3 separate regions of the Mus musculus genome follow, and all the other regions are linked to region 3. Evidence: chromatin contacts called from public HiChIP or PLAC-seq and promoter capture Hi-C data. All regions are on one chromosome and are shown on one strand. Each heading gives the region's core, a stretch centred on a gene start, on an enhancer-like site or on the middle of the called end of the contact. The rest is flanking DNA. Distances are from core to core; before and after follow the strand shown. Region 1 has its middle 38 kb from the start of Gm32947. Region 2 has its middle 53 kb from the start of Tram2. Region 3 holds the start of Efhc1 (EF-hand domain (C-terminal) containing 1).

Region 1 (3,326 bases), core at 20-2,519, 200 kb after region 3:
TCGGGGATGAGGAGCAGTCCAAGGTCAGCCACACATTCTCACGGGCCAAGAAACCCAAAGATTGAGAATGGGTAGAAGCTACTGAAGAAGGAGCAAACATTGGCAAGGCCTGGCTTCCCAGAGGGTTCTGGGAGTTATGTTTTAAAAGCATTAGATTTATCCTGGAATGGTGGTGCAGGCCTGTAGTCCCGGTCCTCAGGAGGCCGAGACAGAAGTTCATGAGTTTTAAGGCAGTCTGCAACATATATTCTCTCTTTCCCTCCCCCTCCCTCTCTTCCTTCCTCTATCTCTTCCTCTCTCCCTCCCCCGCCCCCTCCCCCCACCTGTCTCTCTGGGATTAAAGGCATGTGCCACCACTGCGTGGCTGTGAGAAAACGTTCTTAACTTATCTAGACTTATCTAGACACTTTGGAGAAAACATTTCAACTGGTTGCTAGGGTAACAGCAGGATGCTGGGACTCCAGGTGGATGCCCAGCATTGGAGAAAAAAAAATTGTTTTTTGGATGTTTCACTCTCTTTTTCTTTATCTCTTATCTAATTTTCCTATACAGACTTTTCCTGTACAATTATTTTAAGCAGAGATTTGTGGGGATTTTTTGCTTGTTTTTGTTTTTTTGTTTGTTTTTGTTTTGTTTTTGTAAAGAAATGTAACTTAGAGTTCTTTTGGTAAAGATGAATTTAGTACTATAATCCTTCTTCCATATTTTTGGAGTGGAGAAAAAAAATAGAAGAAATGAAAAGCAAAACAATCCAAACAAACAACCAACCAACCAACTAACCAACCAACCAACCAACCAACCAACCAACCAACCAACCAACCCATAGACAGTGCCATTCCCTTCCCCATTCGCTGAATCCAGCCACAGAGGAAAGAAACGACCATTCTCAGTGAACCACCAGAAACAAAGCATGAGGTCCTGAAAGAGCCAGGTCTTCAGAGGACCAAGGCTATCCTAGGGCTCTGCTCACAGAATGAACCATAGTGGGCTGCCCCGACACCAAGACAGATTCAGTGGCTAAACTAACTCCTTTCCACTGAAAATTCTAACTGAAACAAGTTGCACATTGCAGTAAAAGACACGAAGTGTTGAAACAGACACTACTGTGTCAGACGTGCCTGGCTGCTTCCCTGGAGCTCCTGGGGCCTACATTCGACTCCTGGAGGGTTTTAGCTTCTCTGGGTAGCTTCAAAGAGAAGAGAGAACACTCGGTATTGACACAACTCAGCTTTGCGATAATCCAAGACAGAACATGCTATTCAAGAGGCTGAATTGCCCAGGGGAACCAAAGAAACAGTGAAAGTCAGACTCAGACACAGCGGTGTCTGATGACTAAGGGTAGGAAGCTGGTTGTTTATGGGGAAAGTGTCTTTAGAAGGGGTCACATCCCGACACGTTTAGAAAAGGGAACACCCTGCTTGGCTTCGTGCCTTGGGCATTGATGGAGCCTCGGCGCAAAGACAACTGGATGTGGTTCTCAGCAGCTCGTGTTTCCTTCGTGTCAGGGATGTTGTTTAGCTCTCGATGAGAATTTTGTCTTTATCAGCATCTTTGTTCAAAATCCACCCCTCCCCCCAAGCAATCAAAAGGGAATGATCACTTTGGGGTGTTTTATATCAGGACTCAGCAGGCCCTTCTCTCCCGGGAATCTCATGTACAAACAATGTTCTCATTGGTCCCTGCGGTCCTCATCAAAGCCAGACTCGAGAATGGAAAGGTCCTGGAGTCTATTTTGTGTTGGAGTCACTGGCTACGTTTGGATGCAGTCACACATCAGAGCCACTTAGTACTGAGGAGACAGAAATAAAAGAGCCTGCTGTTCAAGTTCCTGGGACTTTCTAGCATGCAGACTGTAAGTGGATCCAGTAATTTATGTGTGGACCACTGAGGCAAAGCAGACAGCAGCCCTTTGAAATTCGGGGTTCATCCTGTTTGGGTGATAACTACAAAAGACGTCTGTAACTCTGGTTTTAGGGCATCTCATGATGCCCACTTCTGGCCTTCATGGGTAACAGGCTCACAAGTGGTACACACACATCAGCAAACACTTGCACACATAATTTTTTTTTAATTAAAATAACAGTGCCAAGAAAGAAGATGGATTGTAAGGAGTTGTGGTCCTGTGGTGATACTGAGTGAGACTATGCACCGTCATTGTCCCTACTTGATGCACTTATGAAACACCAAGAAATTTCATGAAAATTGAACCATGGAAGAAGGACAGGAGAAAGACCAGTACTCAATGAGTATTTTCCTGATAGCAACTTTCCCACTGTTTCCCACTCCAGAATGGCCTGGCTTGACCATCACGTGGCCCCTTGACATAGCAGTGGGTATTGTCTTGCGCAGAGTGGGAAGGTGGGGGGGGGGACCATATCTCAGATACAGGAGGAGGGAGAGAAAGGTCTGCTTCTAAAAAGGCTGATAAAGTCTCTGCTTTGCCCTTATACCTAGACCTCTGTAACAAAGGACCTGGCTCCCCTCCTCCTTCTCCTCTTCTTTCTCCTCCTCTTTTTCCAACCCCTGCTCCTTCCCCACGTTCTATCCCCCCTCCTCTTTATCCTCCTCGTCCTCCCCCTGATCCTCCTTCTCTTCCTCGTCCTCCCCCCTCTTCTCCTCTACCTCTTTCCCCCCAGATTCCCTCCAGTGGTGGCCCACACCTTTAATACCAGGATTTGGGAGGCAGAGGCAGGCAATCTATGAGTTCGAGGTCAGCCTGGACTACAGAGTGAGTTCCAGGACAGCCAGGGCTACACAGAGAAACCCTGTCTCAAAAAACCAAAAACAACAACCACAAAAAAACCCAAACAAAACAAAACAAAACAAAACAAAACAAAGCAAAAAACCAAAACCAACCAACCAACCAACCAACCTCACCAGGGCAGACTTTCCTTCCATTGTACTGGATGTTTCTTCCCTATGCTGATTGCTTCCTTTTCTGTATAGACATTTTAAACATTTCACGATGTCCTATTCCCAGTTCTTGGAATGGCTCTCTTTCCCCCTTTCTCAGGCAGCTCTGACCATGCCTATATCTTGAACTATTTTACTTATGATTTTTAATCTAAGCTCAGAGTTTGCAGGTCAACATGAAATTACTTGATACATTTGTATTTGAGGGCCATAGGAGAGATTATTAGCTTTCTGAGAAGCCATCAACTCCCAGGAGCACTAAGCTCTTTCGTTGGGGCTGGAGGTTCCCAAGTCCCTGCTCACCACCATGTTGGAATTTAGATGAGTCTGATCCTGTGCAGGCAACCACAGCTGCTGTGTGTTCATGAGTACAGTGGCTTTTCAGTCTAGTCTTCTTTTATCTCTGACCCTTA
Region 2 (3,312 bases), core at 621-3,120, 180 kb after region 3:
ATTTTATCTCTTCACTTTTTTTTTTTTTTTTGGTGCTGGTACTGGGATAGAACTCAGGGCCTTATATATTTTAGCCAAGTGCTCTACCATTGACCCAAGCCCTTGATTATAATTTTTAAAGGTTTTAAAAGATTTTCAACAGTGGTATTATCAACTCCAGATGAGGGTCTAGTCAGAGAGTCAAACACCAAAAGCCCAAAGGACAAAACCCCAAGTAAACACAAACAAAACAATTAGCTAAACAACAAAAAAAAGAAATCATGGACACTTTCAGATCTACTGAGAAATAGCCTGGAGTTATAGCCCTCAAGATCTGGGCAGGCTATATACAGATATGTATTAGTTTGATAGAGAGCCCAAGGAGTTAAAAAAAAATCTCAATGAGGAACAGGATCAAAATGGTGATTTGAGAAAGGTACCTATCAGAAGAGAGCCACTTAACATGGGAGAGATTACAGGAAGAGGTTATCTAAAGAATATTTAGTCTTAGTTCACTTTGAAACAAAACAAAATTCTTACACTACTGGGGTGACATAAATCAATTCCCAATAAAAACTCAAACAACTAGGGACCTAGGCTTGGCATTTTAGCTTTTTGTGATATTTAATGATGTTTAAGGGACTGTAATTTTTTTGCAACCCACTCCTTAAGTAAACTGTCAACCTACCTTTGACCCCCAAAGTTGTCAAGAGAGATTAATAGGTGTGTTGAGGCAAATTGTTGCAGTAATTAATTCTGACTGGGGAAAATAACATTAGAAGACTCAGAACATCCACAGAATAGAATTTGCTAGTGCCTTCTCTAGCTCCTTCATTGGGGACCTTGTGCTCTGTCCAACGGATGATTGTGTGCATCCACTTCTGTATTTGCCAGGCACTGGCAGAGTCTCTCAGGAGACAGCTATATAAGGCACCTGTCAGAAGGCTCTTGTTGGCATCTGCCATAGCATCTGGGTTTGGTGGTTGTTTATGGGATGGATCCCCAAGTGGGGCAGTCACTGGATGGTCCTTCCTTCAGACTTTGCTCCGAACTTTGTAACTCCTTCCATGAGTATTTTGTTCCCCCTTCTAATAAGGATTCTAAGCTTCTGGGCTAATATCCACTTATCAGTGAGTGCATATCATGTGTGTTCTTTTGTGATTGGGTTATCTTGCTCAAGTTGATATCTTCCAGATCCATCCATTTGTCTAAGAATTTCATAAATTCATTGTTTTTAATAGTTTAATAGTACTCCAAGTACCCAGGGAGCTGAAGGGGAGTGAAGCCCCATAGGAGGAACATCAATATGCACTAACCAGTACCCCCAGAGCTCCTTGGAACTATACCACCAACCAATCAAAGAAAACACATGGTGGAACTTGTGGCTCTAGCTCTATATGAAGCAGAGGATGGCCTAGTCAGTCATCAATGGGAGGAGAAGCCCTTGGTCCTGTGAAGGTTCTATGCCCCAGTATAGGGAAATGCCAGGACCAGGAATGGGAGTGGGTGGGTTGGGGAGTATGGGGAGGGGGAGGGGATAGGGGAATTTCAGAGGGGAAACTAGGAAAGGGCATAACATTTCAAATGTAAATAAAGAAAATATCTAATAAAATATTTTAAAAAATGATCATGACAAAATAAAAAAAAAAAAAAGAATTTGCTAGTGCCATCTATGTGGACTTCAAAATGCCACTTTCTCCAGCATTAGCTGTTCAGGAAACTCATTCTCCCTTGTCTTCTACATTGTGATATCATTTCCAATATTTTCAAAGGATGTAATGTTCTTTTTAACTACAGTGTCAACAGAACACTTGGCAAAACCTTTCTCTGTTATTTGCTCCCATGTCAAAGTTCACGGTGCTATGCCATGGTAACCTTGAGCTGTAGGTACTTCACACGTGGCACTCAGAAGGTCCAAAGGTGGTGTGACAGACACTTTGAGTGAGCAAAGTGTCCCTTTACTCTAAGTGAAAAGGCAAGAACCACAAACTGCCTAGTGTCTTTTCATCTCATGTTATCATTTGTTTAAATTAGAACTTAATTTCCAAAGAGGAAGTTGAAACAAATAGTTCATTGTTCATCAAAGAAAATAGAGTCACACTCAGCGGAGGCATGATAAACAAACTACTAGTTTTTTTTTTCTTTTGTCAGAGTTCCTATGTAGGTAGCCCTAGGGCTAATAATTCCCCCATTTATGCTGACTATTAAGAATCATTTTATAAAATGATTTTTGTAAAACTCTCTTGTGCAGGTTGCTGGGAAACACCTCGCTTCTGCATTGGTGCTACAGTTACACACACATCTTTGATGGTGGGAGCAGAGAAGTTTTGTGTATTGAAATGGTCTTTATAGGCCATACAAATAATGGCTTTCAAAATTATATTTAATGTGAAATGTTCCTGAAAGGAATTGAAATTATGCAGCATAACACAATTCCTAACTGTATAGCTTTTCATTCACACAAGAAAGTGTATCATAATAGAAGAATACCAAACATTATTAATGCTTCAATCAAATTCATCGGTATAATAAGCTTCTTGCTTTTAATTCATTTTGTTTTGATTTTTGGAGACAGAGTCTCACTCTGAGTCCAGGTCTGGCCTTGGACCTGTGGCCCTCCTACCAGAGCTGCCTCAGTACTAGAATTAGAAGATACGTGCTACCACACCTAGCTTAAGACTCTTATTCTTTGTACTAACTAGCTTTTGTGACTAATATATTATGTTAGTTATATTATTATTTAATTTGAGATGTTAGACACAACAGATTAATAAACAATAAACACAATCTATTAGGAGTGAATACTGGGGTAATATCAAATCTGTTTAATCTAAAACTGGAAATAAGTAGCTTTAATATATGTATGCTTTTCACTGGAAACATCTTGTTAATGCTCTATAGAGTAACAACACAGGGTAATCTCGTTTACAAACAGCATCAATACCATGCATGGTCCATATTAAATGGTGGTTTGAAGTCACGAGACAATAGGGAGACTGTTATTCCCAGAAGGGCAACAGACCAGACAGCTGAACAAAAAGCATGACTTTACCAGTGAATTTAAACATTAAAAGGGAAAAAATGTCAACCTTACACAAACTTTTTATAGGAAAAAGTCATGAGATAATATTTAAGAGCTCATTTTATGAGGCCAGGATTCCAGTCATATCAAAAATGCACAAGTACATTATAAAATGAATATTACTGCCTCACACCGTCAAAAGTAACTTAGATGCAAAAGCTGGGATTTCTTACTAAGCACGACAGAAAAAGACTAACACATCATAACTAGATGGGTTTATTACTGGAAGGCTACATTAGCAGTACTTTAAA
Region 3 (3,174 bases), core at 42-2,541:
TTAAGCTTGTATAATATTTGAACAAAGTCACTGGAGTGAGCTAGCGGGATGCCAGCCTTTTCCAAGAAGGATGAACCCTCTTGCCCCTTCAGAAAATGAAGGCTTAGCATCTTGGTAAGCTTCTCTATTTACTTCGGCACCTACAGCCAACATCAATCAATGTGTTTATTCATTCCATCAGTTCTGCTCCTCTAGGGAACCCTGACTAATGCAGCTGCCATCTTAACTGGTGGCAGCAAATGACCCATGATACTCTCCCTCAGGCTTACTACTCTACCGTTTCTCTAAATTCCTAGGTCAGAAAACATGTTATAAAGACCAAACTCCTAGGAAATTTGAGACATAATGGAAAAAAATCTCTGGGCATCTTAGCTTCCCTTTTATTTCCCCATGCTGACAGACTCTTGGTTTCTTTCTTTTCCTGATGATCTTTCAGGAATGGGGTCACTTTTTTTTTAAAGGAAAAAAAAAAAGTTGTCCAGAAAATGCTATACTCTGCAGTACACATGACCCTGACAATATTTCACTCCCCTGAATTACTTCTTTCTCATGACTCGGTCTCTCTTTGAAGGTTCTCTCTTCCTCTGTGGTTCTTATGTATCACTGATGCTATAGCTATAAAGCAAGGACTAAGGTAGGCGTAGGCACTCTCCAGCTTTTCAGTCAACAGATACCCAGTAAAGTTCTGAGACCTCAGCACACAATCTATAGGAATCTACGGTGGAACAGATAGCTAAGAGGGGACCAGGAAGCCGTGGAAAGACTGGGGCTTCAAATCGGATCAAGTCTGAGCAACGAAAATGCAGTCGATTATAATCTAATCCACAGCCCTTGCCTCATAATTTGATGAGTCTGAAGTATTTAGCGCTTTCACTGGGGAGCAACCACTGTACATTGTGTCTGGACTAGGACAGCAGCTCTTTCCCCAGAGAAAGGGTGCCTGAGCTCTTGGGAGGACTAACGTGGAGCAAGGAACTTCTTTGTAACAACTGATCTAAAGGGACGTGGTCCAATCCCAGACCTCACTGCGCGAGCCAAGGCCTAAGAACATCCGCTTTCTTCAGCCCACCCCTAGGTTGCATCCTCTGGGAGCCAGGAAGTGGGGGCTGAGGAGAAAGGGAAAAGTATGGGAAAGAAAGGGGGCGGAGCCGCCTCTGCCACACCCATTAGCCACGTCCTGTGGCCACTAGAGTCAGTAGTGCTGTGCGCAGGCGCAGACCTGGCCTCCGCCTCCCTTTCCCCGCCCCCTAACATCCTCCCCTCCTCCCCGCCGCTCCTCCCCTCTCTCGACTAGTGTGTTTGGCGTTACCAGGGAGTCTGGAGAGGCCCGCGAGTGCAGTTTGTTGCCAGGGTAACCCGAGCGGCAAAAGGCAACCGAGGTGGCAGCTGCAGGGCAGCGATGGGGACCAACCCGGTGCACGGCCTGCCCTTTCTCCCGGGCTCGTCCTTTACAGACTCCACGGTGAGGGCCAGCCCGAAGGGTTCTCCACTTGGCTCGCCTCTGCGCTCCTTCATTCCGCAGGCTCCGTCGTCCTCGCGCATCCCAGCCTCTGCCGATTTTGCTTGGCCTCTTGGTAGTCCACTCACCCTCCTGGGTCCTCACCGTGGCCCTGTTCTTTCTTTACTGCCCCATCTACCTGCCTTCTGGCCCGATTACCCCAGGCTGTCTCCAGGCCTCTCCCCAGCTGCACTGTAACCCTACTCAGCGCCTTCATCCTCTCCTACCGTCTCTCCACAGCAGCCTCATTCTGGATTTGTCTCACCGCTTCTGAATCCTCAGGGTCACTGCCCTTCAACCCCTTTCCTCTATGTGTATGCATCTTTTCCACGTACTCCTTTCCTGACGGGTCCCCACCCCAGTCTCTGGCCTTTTGAGTTAAGGGTCACTTTTCTCTCCAGCTACAGCCTTCCCTAGAATTGAATCCCCCACCTCCCGCCGCCCCCACATGCTGGTTTTCTTGTAGTTTTTCTCTGTAAAGCATTCTTCCTCCTCTCCTTGTATTTCTTCCGTCTCAACCATAGGAATGAACCACTTAATGTTTCTCTTTCTGTAGCCCGTGTGTGTGTACTTACACACATGATTCATTTTCAGACTGTGTGTGTGTGTGGGGGGGGAGGTTGTTGTTTTATCTTGTCTGCAGCCTAGGCTGGCCTTGAACCTGAGAACCACCTGCCTCGGCCTGCAGACTGCTTGGATTAAAGACATGCCAACACACAGGGCTCCCGTTCAGATTGCATTTTACTCCTTTGCCCCAACTGTTTATAGTCATCATCTAGATGAAATTAAATATTAAATTAAATAAAGTCCAGGGTGGCGATGCACATTCGTAATCTCAGCTTTCAGGAAGCTGAGGCATACGGGTGGCCAATTTGAGTCTAGCCTGGGCTACATAGCTAGTCACTGTCTCCAAACGACAGCAGATCCAAACCAGACAGAACAGGAGCTTCGTGAAAAGGAAGTGGCTCAGAGGATAAAGCACTTGCTGCTCTCATAAGAGGAGTGGAGTTCAGATCCTTAATACCCAAGCAAGACGCTTAGCTAGACTGACCCTTACCTGATGCAGCCTACCCATGCCAACTTTGGTCTTTCATATGTATTTCCACATACATGCAAACAGGCATGTGCATATACACTCATATCCCCCCACACACACATGCTCAGAACAAACCACCCCAACAACAACAAACACGTCCTATCATATCAAAGCCAAGTGATAACAGTAATTTGGGTTCTTAGTTTCCTCCTAACATAGGTTAACTGTTTGTTCATTTCTTTCGACACCAGGTCTCAAGCAGTCCCAGTTGACTTCACACACTATATAGTCTGGGCTGATCTGGAACTGATCCTCTGGGCTCCTAAGTGTGGGGTTACAGGCAGGTCACCAAAGACAGATCTTTGTGTCAGACAAACACTCTAACAACAGAGCTACACTCCCAACCCTAACTCTCAAAAGCATTCGGCATTTAAAAAAATTATCAGAGTTACAGAAGTAATTCTGAAGAGTCAACATTAAGATTGGGTGACGATGACCATAGGTAAGCCAGTGGTCATTTGTATTTATACGGTTTAATGATTCAGACTCTTACATTTCTCTTTCCATTTCTTAAGGCAAATTATTTCATCTACTTGTTTTCTAGGGGACACAGATTTCAATTTTAGTTGAAAATGTGGTG

What was found. Promoter capture Hi-C pulls out the DNA fragments that hold promoters and counts their contacts. HiChIP or PLAC-seq counts read pairs in DNA pulled down with a chosen protein or histone mark.
Region 1: an H3K27ac HiChIP or PLAC-seq map of trophoblast stem cells shows a contact between it and region 3, with 13 read pairs. The contact joins the enhancer-like site here to the promoter of Efhc1 in region 3. A contact is called at or near these places in 25 of 39 promoter capture datasets (the 3T3-L1 cell line, the C10 cell line, the HPC-7 cell line and 15 more), 3 of 15 datasets of contacts at CTCF or cohesin (embryonic stem cells, hippocampal excitatory neurons and pro-B cells), 78 of 484 Hi-C or Micro-C datasets (3T3-L1-derived adipocytes, the 4T1 cell line, B cells and 56 more), 30 of 115 datasets of contacts at active chromatin or transcription factors (the NIH/3T3 cell line, SST interneurons, astrocytes and 19 more) and 4 of 9 other capture datasets (adipose tissue, liver, macrophages and 1 more).
Region 2: a promoter capture Hi-C map of liver shows a contact between it and region 3, with 4 times the contacts expected there. The contact joins the enhancer-like site here to the promoter of Efhc1 in region 3. A contact is called at or near these places in 17 of 39 promoter capture datasets (the C10 cell line, the HPC-7 cell line, HPC-7-derived erythroid cells and 11 more), 2 of 484 Hi-C or Micro-C datasets (adipose-derived mesenchymal stem cells and cranial neural crest), 2 of 115 datasets of contacts at active chromatin or transcription factors (bone marrow-derived macrophages and embryonic stem cells) and 4 of 9 other capture datasets (adipose tissue, liver, macrophages and 1 more).

What each region holds. Positions count from the first base shown.
Region 1 is chr1:21,153,467-21,156,792 of GRCm38.p6, forward strand. No RefSeq gene overlaps it. Among named protein-coding and RNA genes, the nearest start is that of Gm32947, 38 kb to the right of the region's middle. Within about 2 kb of position 1,270, at least 6 of the 459 cell types and tissues checked have an H3K27ac peak or open chromatin away from gene starts, as enhancers often do. A contact at or near this core is called in trophoblast stem cells, where this site is marked.
Region 2 is chr1:21,130,686-21,133,997 of GRCm38.p6, forward strand. No RefSeq gene overlaps it. Among named protein-coding and RNA genes, the nearest start is that of Tram2, 53 kb to the left of the region's middle. Within about 2 kb of position 1,871, at least 3 of the 459 cell types and tissues checked have an H3K27ac peak or open chromatin away from gene starts, as enhancers often do. A contact at or near this core is called in liver, where this site is marked.
Region 3 is chr1:20,950,335-20,953,508 of GRCm38.p6, forward strand. It overlaps Efhc1 (EF-hand domain (C-terminal) containing 1), which reads left to right and starts at 1,292. Exons shown (of 11, transcript NM_027974.1): 1 at 1,292-1,462. The coding sequence starts at 1,400. The region is part of intron 1 of Gm51618 (a long non-coding RNA gene); the gene reads right to left.